Regions from separate parts of the Mus musculus genome. Here region 1 is linked to region 2. Evidence: chromatin contacts called from public promoter capture Hi-C data. All regions are on one chromosome and are shown on one strand. The core of a region is the stretch at or near the end of the contact, and the rest is flanking DNA. Distances in the headings are between cores, read along the strand shown. Region 1 overlaps Rin2 (Ras and Rab interactor 2). Region 2 has its middle 24 kb from the start of BC039771.

Region 1 (5,368 bases), core at 2,446-4,945, 130 kb before region 2:
AGACAGCAGACATTGAGGTTTTCATTTCAAAATAGAGACTGAGATTCAATGTCAGTCCTGTCACAGGCTCACCGCAACACACTCTGGTCGTGTTTCTTGTAAGTGAGTGGGCTCCTTAATTAGAGACTTAATTTTCCCATTCAGGGCAAGAGACTTGAGCAGCAGTCTTTAAAAATACACTGTCAACTGTGGAGGAACAGTGGAAGTGTTTGTGGCTCTCAGAAATGCTGGCGCTACACACGGGAAAATGGGTTAAGTATGGTGTGATGACCGAAGGCTATTATTAATCCTGAGTAAGGAAGGACACTCTGATGCAGGAGACAACATTGGATAGATCTTGAAGATATTTTGCTAGATGAAACTAGTTAGTCAGAGAAGGATACATGTCTCGAGCCCACTCACAGGAGGAACCTAAAGCTGTCATCTTCACAGCAGCAGAGAGAATGCCGGTAACAAAGAGGAGAGGAAACCGCTGACTATTTGGTGAGGATAGTTTCAGTTTTGCAAGATGAAAAGAGTTTGGGAGCTGAAGGGTGGTGACGGTTGCACAATAATTTAAATGTACTTAATGCCAAGGAAGTAGACGTTTAAAAATGGCTATAGTTACAAATTTTATGGGACACACACTTACCTACGATTCAAACAATAACAAAACCAGACACCACAGTAGTCTTTTGTTTGTGGGTTTTGTTTGTCTTGTTTGTGGGCTTGCTATTGCTACGGCATAGATGCTTGTTTGCTTGTTGACAAACCCATGCTGTAGAGACTCACTTTTTTTTTTTTTTTTTTTTTTTTTTTTTTTTGGTTTTTCGAGACAGGGTTTCTCTGTATAGTCCTGGCTGTCCTGGAACTCACTCTGTAGACCAGGCTGGCCTCGAACTCAGAAATCTGCCTGCCTCTGCCTCCTGAGTGCTGGGATTAAAGGTGTGTGCCACCACGCCCGGCTTGAGATTCACTTTTAAAGAAACAATCATAATAACACAGTTCCAGCTTCTGAATGGTGGGGACACCGAATGTCATCTGACATGAAGGCCTAGAGTAGTCCAAGTGTGAAGCGGCCCCTCCCCCACTGCACTGTCACTGGTTCTTTGCACAGGGGATGAGGTCATCTCTGTGTGGGACACGCTCAGATTCTGGGAACTAAATGCTTTCCCGTACCTGATGGTATCAACTAGCCAGGACAGTAAAGCATGGCCCTGCTGCTCAGTCGGTGGGGTGGTGAGGGATTACCATCGTCCTGAGAATGCCAGGATCTTTCTAATGTGGACCAGCCTTCTGCAATCGAGAAGCTGGACTGAGATATCCCAAGAGGGCCCATTTGATGTGACAGAGATGACCAAACTAGACAAGCTCAAACACCACCCCTCTCTCTTTGTGTTTATGGAGAAAAGTGGGGAGCCCCTGTCTTATCTGGCTCGTAGCGGTTTGCTCCAGCAGAGCACATTTTCTCTGACCAGATGCCTTTTGTCTGAATCTAGTTGACACATAGTTGAGGAAGACTCTTGAAGTTGAGATCGAGCCTTGGAATCTGTTTTTAATGCTCAGCTTGATCTAGCTATCGAAACACGTCGAGTGGTAAGTCGGAAATAGGAGCAAGCTGCTATAGGAATCCAGCTCCTGTGTATAATCTCACTATGCATAACTGCCAAGCCCAAGGTCCCCGGATGGATGGAAGAACACATAAATAAAATGTGGCATATGCACACAATGGAATAATAGCCTTAAAAACAAATCCTGACGTCCAGACGGCTAGGAATACAAGCAAAGGAAGACCTTGGAGTCCTTCAATGGGAGCTATGGTCTACTTCTCTTTTTTTTTTTTTTTTTTTTGAGACAGGGTTTGTCTCTGTAGCCCTGGCTGTCCTGGAACTCACTTTGAAGACCAGACTGGCCTCGAACTCAGAGATTCACCTGCCTCTGCCTCCCGAGTTCTGGGATTAAAGGCGTGCACTACCACGCCCGGCTCATGGTCTACTTCTCTTGTGTGGTCCCAAGGCCATGGCTTACTGCACATCCAGATACTGGGCTCATTCGTGAGATTTTTGTTTGTTTGTTTGTTTGTTTGTTTGTTTAGTTTTCAGTTGTATTGATTATTCTATTACCACTGTGATCAAAATGCTTGAAAGAAACACTTTGTAGAAGGAAGGATTAGTTGTGACTCACAGTTCTGGAGAGGTCAGACTGTTGGAAAGGCATGGTGGAGACAGCCATTCACATCAGGACAAACTAGGAAGCAGGAAGCAGGCATGGACTGGTGGAAGTGGAGGCCTGTGTTCAGTTATCCCTTGTCCTATTTTCAATCGACCTGTGCTTCCAGCCCACCCAGTCCATGGAGTGGTGCCACTCATTGCTAAGTTAGACCTTCCCACTAGAGTTCATGCTCTGGAAATGCCTTCATAGACAGGCGTGCTTCAGTCTCCTAATGATTCTAAATCCAGTCATGTTGACACTGAAGATTACCCAGCATGCTGGTGACATAGGAGATGGAACCCTGGGCCTTGCACATACTGGGAAGTGTGCTGACACTGAGCCATGCCCCCAGATCTTGGACTCACTCATGAGAATCAGCCATTCTTATAGTCACAGCATTATTTCTTGGCTTCACACATAAGCACCATTTAAAATCAGTACCAAGTATATGGACTTGGTGAAAATTCATTAGACTGAACACTGATGGGAGTCCTCCCTATGACGCATGGCATTTCAGGAGGAAATGAAACATGGAATTGTCAGGACAAATGCAGCAGAATCATTTGGAGACTAAAGACTTGTGACAATGGGAGATCCTGACTGGATCTAGGAAGGTGGGAAAAGAAGTTCCTTAAAGGACATAGCTGAGCCATCAACAAACCCAGGGAATGGGCTACAGAAGATTCTCAGGTCAACGTTTACGTTTTTTGGTTTTCATCGTGGACTGTGCTGAAATAACAAAATTTATAGCCAAATGTGATGGCATAAACCTGTGTTCCCAGAAATCTAGAAGCAGGGCATTTGACTTTGAGTCCAAGGCCAGCCTAGGTTCACAGCGACACCTTGCCTCAAAATACGAGAGAGAGAGAGAGAGAGAGAGAGAGAGAGAGAGAAGAGAGAGAGAGAGAGAGAGAGAGAGAGAGAGGAGAGATGAATAGATAGCTATCAATGTTCTCAGGATTTAGGGGTACATACTTAGGGGGTTCTTCCAGTATACTCTCAAGTGACCCAGAAAATATGCTACTTGTGACTATAACTCCTATAGAAAGAGGAAATCACACACACACACACACACACACTCATGCACACTGGCACCAATGCAGTCTTGTGGACTTAGGAAGAGAGACAGTGAGAGAGCAAGTGGGGACACGTGTAAGTGATTAGGGAGCTGGAACGAGGGTAATGAATGGCTTTACAGGAATCCTCCTGCTACGATGGCAACTTTTACGAAACTTAAAACTCTATCAGTAAAAACCACTCCCCTCTGAGGAAATGAAAACTTCTAACAGTGCACCCAGGAATGACACCAGGCTGCCGGCAATCCCTTCTTTGATTTCAAATGGCTCTCCAAAACTCACTTTGCACATTCCTGTTGGGAGAGCTCTTTTCTGGAAAGTTCTGTCAGTTCTGTTCCTTGCCCTCAAAATCTGTAATAATGTACCCTTGGCACAGCGGAAGTGTAGCCAGCTGCTCTGGGGGCCGCACCCATTCCTGCTCAGACTGGCAGTTCCTGGGCATGGGGACCAGTGCCAGTGGCCACAGGCAGGACTTCTTGTTCCAAGGAAAGGCTAACCTTTAGCTCCCTAATGAAATCTGGACCCATAGCTATGGTATGAAGTCTTCTCTGGCTCTCGTTCCTGTGCGACCCCTGGGGCAAGACTGTAACTGGCCCATGCCTCTGTTTGCTTACCTGTAAAAGGGGTAACAGGCAATGGTAGTTTGGTGGAAAAATGAAGAAAGCTAGTATGATAAATAGATCCAGCATTTTGTGGGCCCAAGGCCTCAGCTAAAGTCAGCCCATGCCACTGGTGGGGACAGCCACTGAGTGCGGGAGCATCAGCACACAGGAGTGTGTGTGAGTATACCCCATGTTTATACACTGACACATGCACATGTAACATATATACCACTGTACACATTTACATTCACATATTATATACACATACACAGTAACACACACACTCATACACAAGCACACATACACAGTAACACACACACTCATACACAAGCACACATACACAGTAACACACACACTCATACACAAGCACACATACACAGTAACACATACACTCATACACATGCACACATACACATTCACATGCACACATGTACCACAAATACACATACCTTCATATATATATATATATCCTGATATTCCTGCCTCTACCTCTCAAATACTTAGATTTACTTTATCCATTTTTTTAAAAGACAATGTCTTACTATGTAGTCTTGGCTGTCCTGGAACTCACTATGTAGCCCAGGCTAGCCTCAGATTCCCAGAGATTCCCCTGCCTCTGTCTCCAAAGCACTGGTACTAAAGGCATGCACCACCATGCCTGGCTCTACTTTATGTGGCACCGCCACGCCCAGCAAAACCATCTGTATTTACTGAACTCACCCAGAGGATTTAGCTGTCAATAAGTCCAGAAAGGGAGGAAGGGCTTTCCATTATAGGATATTGTTAACTTTCACGTCACTTGAGAAGAAGTAGAATTTCATTTAGTGGACGGGAAAGGTGGTTCAGTGGGTAAAGCGCTGGCTGAGTGACCATGAGCTCAGATCCCCAACATCCATCCATCCATCCATCCATCCATCCATCCACAAGCTTGGTGTGAAGCTGGGACCTGCAGTCCCAGTGATGGGAGCTGGAGAGAAGAGGATGGATACAGGTGAGGGGTCAGGCTCACTGCCAATGGGTCTGATAATTTGGTTCAATTAGGACCCTATTTCAAAAAAAAGGTAGAGCCAGGCATGGTGCTGCACACATTTAATCCCAGCCTTTTGGAGGCAGAGGCAGGAGGATCTCTAGGAATCTGGGGCTAGCCTGGGCTACATAGTGAGTTCAAAGACAGACAAGACTACATAGTGAGACGTTGTCTTTAAAAATAAAATAATAAAATAAGATGAACTTGAGCCAGGTAGAATAGTGCATGAATTTAATTCCAGCATTTGAGAGGCAGAAGTGGGAGAATCTCTGTGAGTTTGAGGTCAGCATGAGAGTTCCAGGACAGCCAAGGCTTCACAGGAAAATCCTGTCTTGAAAAAAAAAAAAAACCAAAATAATGATGATGATGATGATGATAATGATACTGATGTTGAAAAGCAATAGAAGACACTGGATGCCAACTTCCGGTCTCCACACATCCATGCACACAAAAGTAAAGAGTAAAAAAAAAAA
Region 2 (5,794 bases), core at 2,914-5,413:
GCACATGTGCCTCACTCCAACACACACACACACACACACACACACACACACACACACTGGATGAACTTAGCTGATGACTCTAGCCTTTCTGCCATTTCTTCACCCCATCTGGGTACCCTACCCTGTCTGACAGGGAAGCTTATTCTTGCTCTTGACCTTAGTGATGCTCCCTTTACTGACTACATACAAATGTCACTCTTCACACACTTTGAAGACAAGTGACCGTACTCCATATCGGAGATACAGAGATGTCACTCTATCCATCTTTCCCGTGGTGTCAGTCCGTAGTTGTCCTTTGAGTCTAAAAACGCTAACTCTGCATTTGCCTCCTCTGGTGTCTCAGGTTGTAATGAAGGCTGAACAGTCAGGGCTTATAAGTCTGTGAAAGTTCCCTAAGAGTATAGTGCAGACTACCTTTGATTTAGAAACACCTGGCTTCAAACAATCGGCTCACAGGGACTGGGGGGGGGGGGGGGCGGGGGGCGGGGGGAAGCTGTTAGAATTCCTTTGTTCCAGGTCAGAACTCCTTCACAGAATGGCTGCTACTACTCTTACAGCAGTAACAGCAGGCATCCTAGAATATTCACCAGCAAGAAGTGAGTGGACTGAAAACTCACTGAGTGGGATGGGAGCATCTTCTCACTCAGGGATTGGATGAACCCGATTGAAACTGTGCTTTCTGGCTGCAGAGGTGGCTCTTGCGTTGTGAATCAATCTCTCTCTCTCTCTGTCTCTCTCTCTCTCTGTCTCTCTCTCTCTCTCTCTCTCTCTCTCTCTCTCTCTCTCTCTCTCTCTCTCTCTCTGTGTGTGTGTGTGTGTGTGTGTGTGTTTTCCTGGTACATCCCCAAGCACCTCAGAATTATGCTCTTAGCATAAGAACCCTGGGGTGCCCAAATCGCATGCACATGTGGTACTTTGAAGCCACTGCCCCTTATAATTTCAGGCATTTGGAAGCTTGCTCCCAGACACTTGGGGAGGTTTAAGAGGTATGGCATTGTCAGAGGACGTGTGTCACAGGTCAGCTTTGAGAGTTTAAAGACTTCTGCCAGAGATGAGTTCAGTCTCTCTGGTTCATGTTCAAGGTTCAAGCTGGGAGCCTCAGCTTCAGGCAGTTTCCGGCTCCTGCCACCATGCCTTCACCCACCATCGTGGACTCTAAAGCCCTGGAACATAAGCCATAGGAAAGCAGTGATTCGGCACAGCTGCATGTGAGAACACGTAGAGATGGTACGTCAGGCTGAGGGGAGAAGGCTTCCAGGCAGTCCCTCAAGGCAGCTCCAGAGTCTCCAATCTAACAGAACCCTGGGGAATTGTTCTCCACCAATCAGTACAGAGCGGGTAAAGAGCGGCTACCGTGCTGGGTGGGTTATTATGGTCTGCCAACACCAAACATGTAAATTCTTTTCACCACTGGATGCAATCCACCCTTCTTGAATACTGACAAAGTTGGCAGCAGGTGCTGAATTAAGTGAGGAACATCTCCCCAGCTAGACTCCTGGGAACGTCTTTTCCAGACGATGTACAAGGAGAAATATCCTCTGTCACCACGTGGAGTTGGCAAACATGCCACATCATGGTGACATCCTAGAATCCCTTTAACATTTCCCTAATAGGCTGCCATGCTGTTGTCACTGGCTACATTTCATACACCAGTCCTTAGTTAAGGACTCTCTTGTCCTGGGTCATAATGTGACAGTCTGGGCAAATCCTCTGGGGTGCAGCTGGACCCGGGGACTGGCCTCCCTCAGTACTTTGACCCCTCCAGGGATCCATATCCTCTTCTACAAAATGTGATTTGGGTTGTGTGAGAAACAGCTGAGTTACTATTTATCCAAACAAAGATCTATGAAAACATTATCTGCTTTCTTTTGACTCATTACTGCTCTAAGGCATACATCCTGTTGTGTACTATTCAAAATGCTTCCGCACAGGGATACTCTGTTCGTTCATTCATTCATTCATTCATTCGACCCACACTCCTTCAGTGGCAAGTCACAAGGGTTAGGGTTTGGCTTTGGGAAGCTGACAGTGGAGAAGTAGAGCTCAGGGCATATGCATTGGGAGTGATATCACATATGTTCACACATGTACACACACACACATGCACGAACGTACACACACGCACACACACACACACACACACACACACACACACACACACACACACACTCTTCCAGTGGTGGTAGCTGTCTCACCAGGCAAAAGGAGGAGGAAGGCAGGGCAACCTTCCTTACTAAAACCATTAAGACTCTTGAAGGATCTTTAGACAGCCTGGATAGACCGATAGGGGTTGGACAGTACAGCAACATGTTATGGTACAGGATGCACATGAAGAGTGGGCTCAATGACGGGGATCTCCCAAAGCAACTCACCCCTGAGAAAGGATAGGATGTATCTGTCTCTAAGCAGAGGACCAGGACTTAGTTAAGTAAGGAGGTTGCTTCTAGGGAGCTAAACAACTCTTTCAGTAGGCACAAACCTTGACTTTGGAGAGGCCCTGGGGAGGGCCCCCTTGGAGGAGAATGAAAGTCACTGGGGGGTGGTGTTTTGGTTGCTTTCCTATTGCTATGATAAAACATTATGGCCAAGGCAAATTAGAGAAGGGTTTATCTAGGGCCTGCAATTCCAGAGGGATAGAGGACAGGGGTCCATCACCATGATTCAGGGAGCATGGTAATAGGCTGGCAGATATGATGGAAACAGCAGCTGAGAGCTCATATCCTGATCCACAAACAGGAAGCAGAGAGCACACTGGGAATGGCATGAATTTTGAAGCCTCAAAGTCCACTCCTAGTCCCCAGTGACATATCTCCTCCAACAGGGCCACACCTCCTCCTAATCCTTCCTAAACAGTTCCACCTACTAGAGACCAAGCATCTAAACACATGAGCCTGTTGGGTCCATTGGAATTCAAAGCAGCACGGGTGTCATCTCTCAACAAGCACTCACCTACCCTAGAGGGAACTTAATCAGAGAACCCATGCACATGAGGGCATTCCTAGGAGCTGGTTGTCCTTCTCCATCACATGCCTCAGCCTCAATGACCTAGAAAAAAAAAACCCAAACTAAAGGTCCTGTCAACGCCCTTCTTCCCAAGTCCTAAATATAAAGGCTCCTTGCAGCCCCTCTAAAAGCCAATGTCCCCTAAGGAGGTGAAAGCACTAAAGGATATGAAAGTCCAGAGACATAGGGAGCCTGAGGCCAGAAGGAAAATGAGCCCCTCTGTGCCCTTATCAAAACATCCTCCCCAGCCTGAACTAGGGGAAAGGTTAATAAAAGCTCTGCAGTCAATAAACAAGATGATGAAGAAAGCCCAGCTTGCCCAATCTGCTGCATGCCATTGTCAACCCTCATAAACCACGAAGCAGGGACAAATGGGGGCTCTGGTTCCACTGAGCAACAATGCCCCAACAAAACAGCCAGCACCTGTGTTTATTTAAAATGTTGACATTTTGCTCGTCACAGATCTTTGGAAACAAGTTTCTTTTTAAAAAGCATTGTGCTGGGGTTACTATTTATCTTAATTTCTGAGTGTTGCCAAGTGTTTATTTTTGCTTCAATATTTACAAAGTCCGGTTGGTGAATGTACCATGGTCCTAAGAAACCACAATGTGTCCAAGCTCTGCAAGAAAGTGAGGCTGCACTGTGTTCAGAGGCTGCTTTTTTTTTTTTTTTTTGCTTCTGCAGCAGAACTAGGAAAGCCCCCAGGGACTTGAGGGCTCTGAGAAGAGAGGCGCCTCTCAAGGCCCAAAGGCCGACCTTGCCTTGTATTTCTTGGCAAGGCAGCATCACTTTCCGGCTGAACTTCGGCAAACCCTGCAATGCTCCAGCCGTCGAAGAACCTCCATCGCAGGATGAGTGTGGGACGCCAAGCTCCAGGGAGCCCAGGCTAAGAGAGGAGTAACAGCTCAGAGGGGGAAACCCATAGGCCTTCAAGGGGGAAAATGGCCCTGTCCCTTCCCAGCTGGAATCCAGAACCCCTGCACTAATAGCTGTACCGCCCTCAATCACTGCCTGCAACAGCCCAAGCACCCTCCTGCCGGGGGTTCGCTGACCCCTCTGCCTCGCTGTAAGGAGAAAGTGGCGGATCACAATGTGTGCTCTGCAACTCAGCACTGTGACTCTTGGGATCTGGCCAGCACAGGCGCATTTGACACACGGCAGGCGGCGCCGCAGGTAGAACTCAACAAAGATCTCTCTACCTCCCAGCTCCTGGGTACGCTCGTATGCACACGCACCTGCACCGCCAATCATCCGGCCCTCACCCTCGGTGGCTTGCCCCCTACCCAATCTCTGCAAAGGTCAGCCGAGGACACCCCGTGATCTTCCTTGAATCCGACTCCAGAATGTCACTCTGCCTCAAGTCCTGGTGTCCTGGCTGCCCATTGCTCCTTCCACTATCGGTCCTTTAGGACCGCTGAGGACGCTAGCTGGTTGGCTCTCTCCTTATCTCAAGCGACAGTAGGGCAGTGGGGAACTGCACCTCGCGCATGGTGCCCGGTTCTCCCACTTGAGGTGTGGTCTCCGCCTCTGCCACCCCTTACCTTGCTCCCTTGGTGCAGATCTGGGAGGCGGGGGCGACCGGCAGGTCAGTGACCGAGTAGGACTAGAATTCTCCGCCCAGGAGGAGGAAGAAGAGGCCGAGGAGAGAAGGGGCGTGGCCGGAGGGAGGAGAGAAAGGCTTTGTGTGCCTCCGCCCAGCCCCTCTGAAGATCTCCTCTGGGGTCCCCTCCCAGCTTCTCTGGGACCCAGTCGGGGCGAGCTGATTGGAGTTGAAGAACAAGGCGCCTGCGCGACCCCTGGTCCCGCCTACCCTCGGGCAATCGCCGGGTTACCAGGAACTTTCAAACTGGGGCGTATGGATTGGGAATCGAAAAGTTTACCTAACCCGGAGCAAACTTGTCTGGACCCGCCCTGAACCTCCTCCGATCCACCCGGTTCCCTCTGCGCCTGTCTCCACTGCCAGAGTTTGTTTCTGGGAGGTTTCCCCTTTCTCCTTTCTTCCTCAGATGCGTGCAAGCATTAGACCGACTTCGGATCCGGGGAAAGGGCCACGCAGGCTGGAGAAGTCCAGCTGCGAGGAGATGGGGAGTTGGGTGGTGGTGGAGGGGGTGGGAGTAGTGGGGGGGGGCGTGAGGCGCGGTCCACACCCTGGGGTCGGCGATGGCGTGGCTGCTGGGGTTTGTACGCGTGCTGCCGCAGGGCACCAGTCTGGGAGATGGGGTTGGCCCTACTCTCCAAAGTCTAACCTTCGCAGGAAGGAAGGGAAGGAGCGGTGTGGGAAACGGAGACCCTGTAAGCTGAGCTAGCAATTACCTAAGTGGCCGGTGTCACAAAGAGAGTCTTAAGGGTGTTCAAAGAGACTCTTGTTTTGCCCAGAATTGGAAAAGGAATAGAGACCTTATCTTTGTATGTGCTTACTTCCCACCTAAGGCAGAGAATAGATGCTTGTGAAAGCAGGCTTCTAAATTAAAAGCGAAAACAAGCCAAAACAGTACTTACCACTCAGTACCAGCAGCCCAGCACCAGCAAAACCTAAGCCATCAACTGCACTTCTCTTTGTGTACCGAATCGCCTGCTTAATAATTTAGTAATAGCTATGCATCCGGCTGGGTTCTAAGCTTGAGATGTATTGGAGAAGAAATCATCTTCCCTCCTCTGGTGGCTATGACATGCAGAGGGATAAGGATGGGCTGGCAGAAGGGAAGTAGCGCACACCACAGGCAAATTACTGGGACATTAGACTAGATAGCGATGAAGGAAAAAAAGGATAGCTGGAACCCTCGTGTGTGTG

What was found. Capture Hi-C pulls out chosen DNA fragments and counts their contacts.
Region 1: a promoter capture Hi-C map of adipose tissue shows a contact between it and region 2. The contact joins two enhancer-like sites. A contact is called at or near these places in 1 of 484 Hi-C or Micro-C datasets (bone marrow-derived macrophages), 3 of 115 datasets of contacts at active chromatin or transcription factors (embryonic stem cells, stem cell-derived neural progenitor cells and trophoblast stem cells) and 3 of 9 other capture datasets (adipose tissue, liver and pancreatic islet).

What each region holds. Positions count from the first base shown.
Region 1 is chr2:145,799,843-145,805,210 of GRCm38.p6, reverse strand. The region is part of intron 2 of Rin2 (Ras and Rab interactor 2); the gene reads right to left. Among named protein-coding and RNA genes, the nearest start is that of Rin2, 16 kb to the right of the region's middle. Within about 2 kb of position 3,695, at least 24 of the 459 cell types and tissues checked have an H3K27ac peak or open chromatin away from gene starts, as enhancers often do. A contact at or near this core is called in adipose tissue, where this site is marked.
Region 2 is chr2:145,674,335-145,680,128 of GRCm38.p6, reverse strand. No RefSeq gene overlaps it. Among named protein-coding and RNA genes, the nearest start is that of BC039771, 24 kb to the left of the region's middle. Within about 2 kb of position 4,163, at least 204 of the 459 cell types and tissues checked have an H3K27ac peak or open chromatin away from gene starts, as enhancers often do. A contact at or near this core is called in adipose tissue, where this site is marked.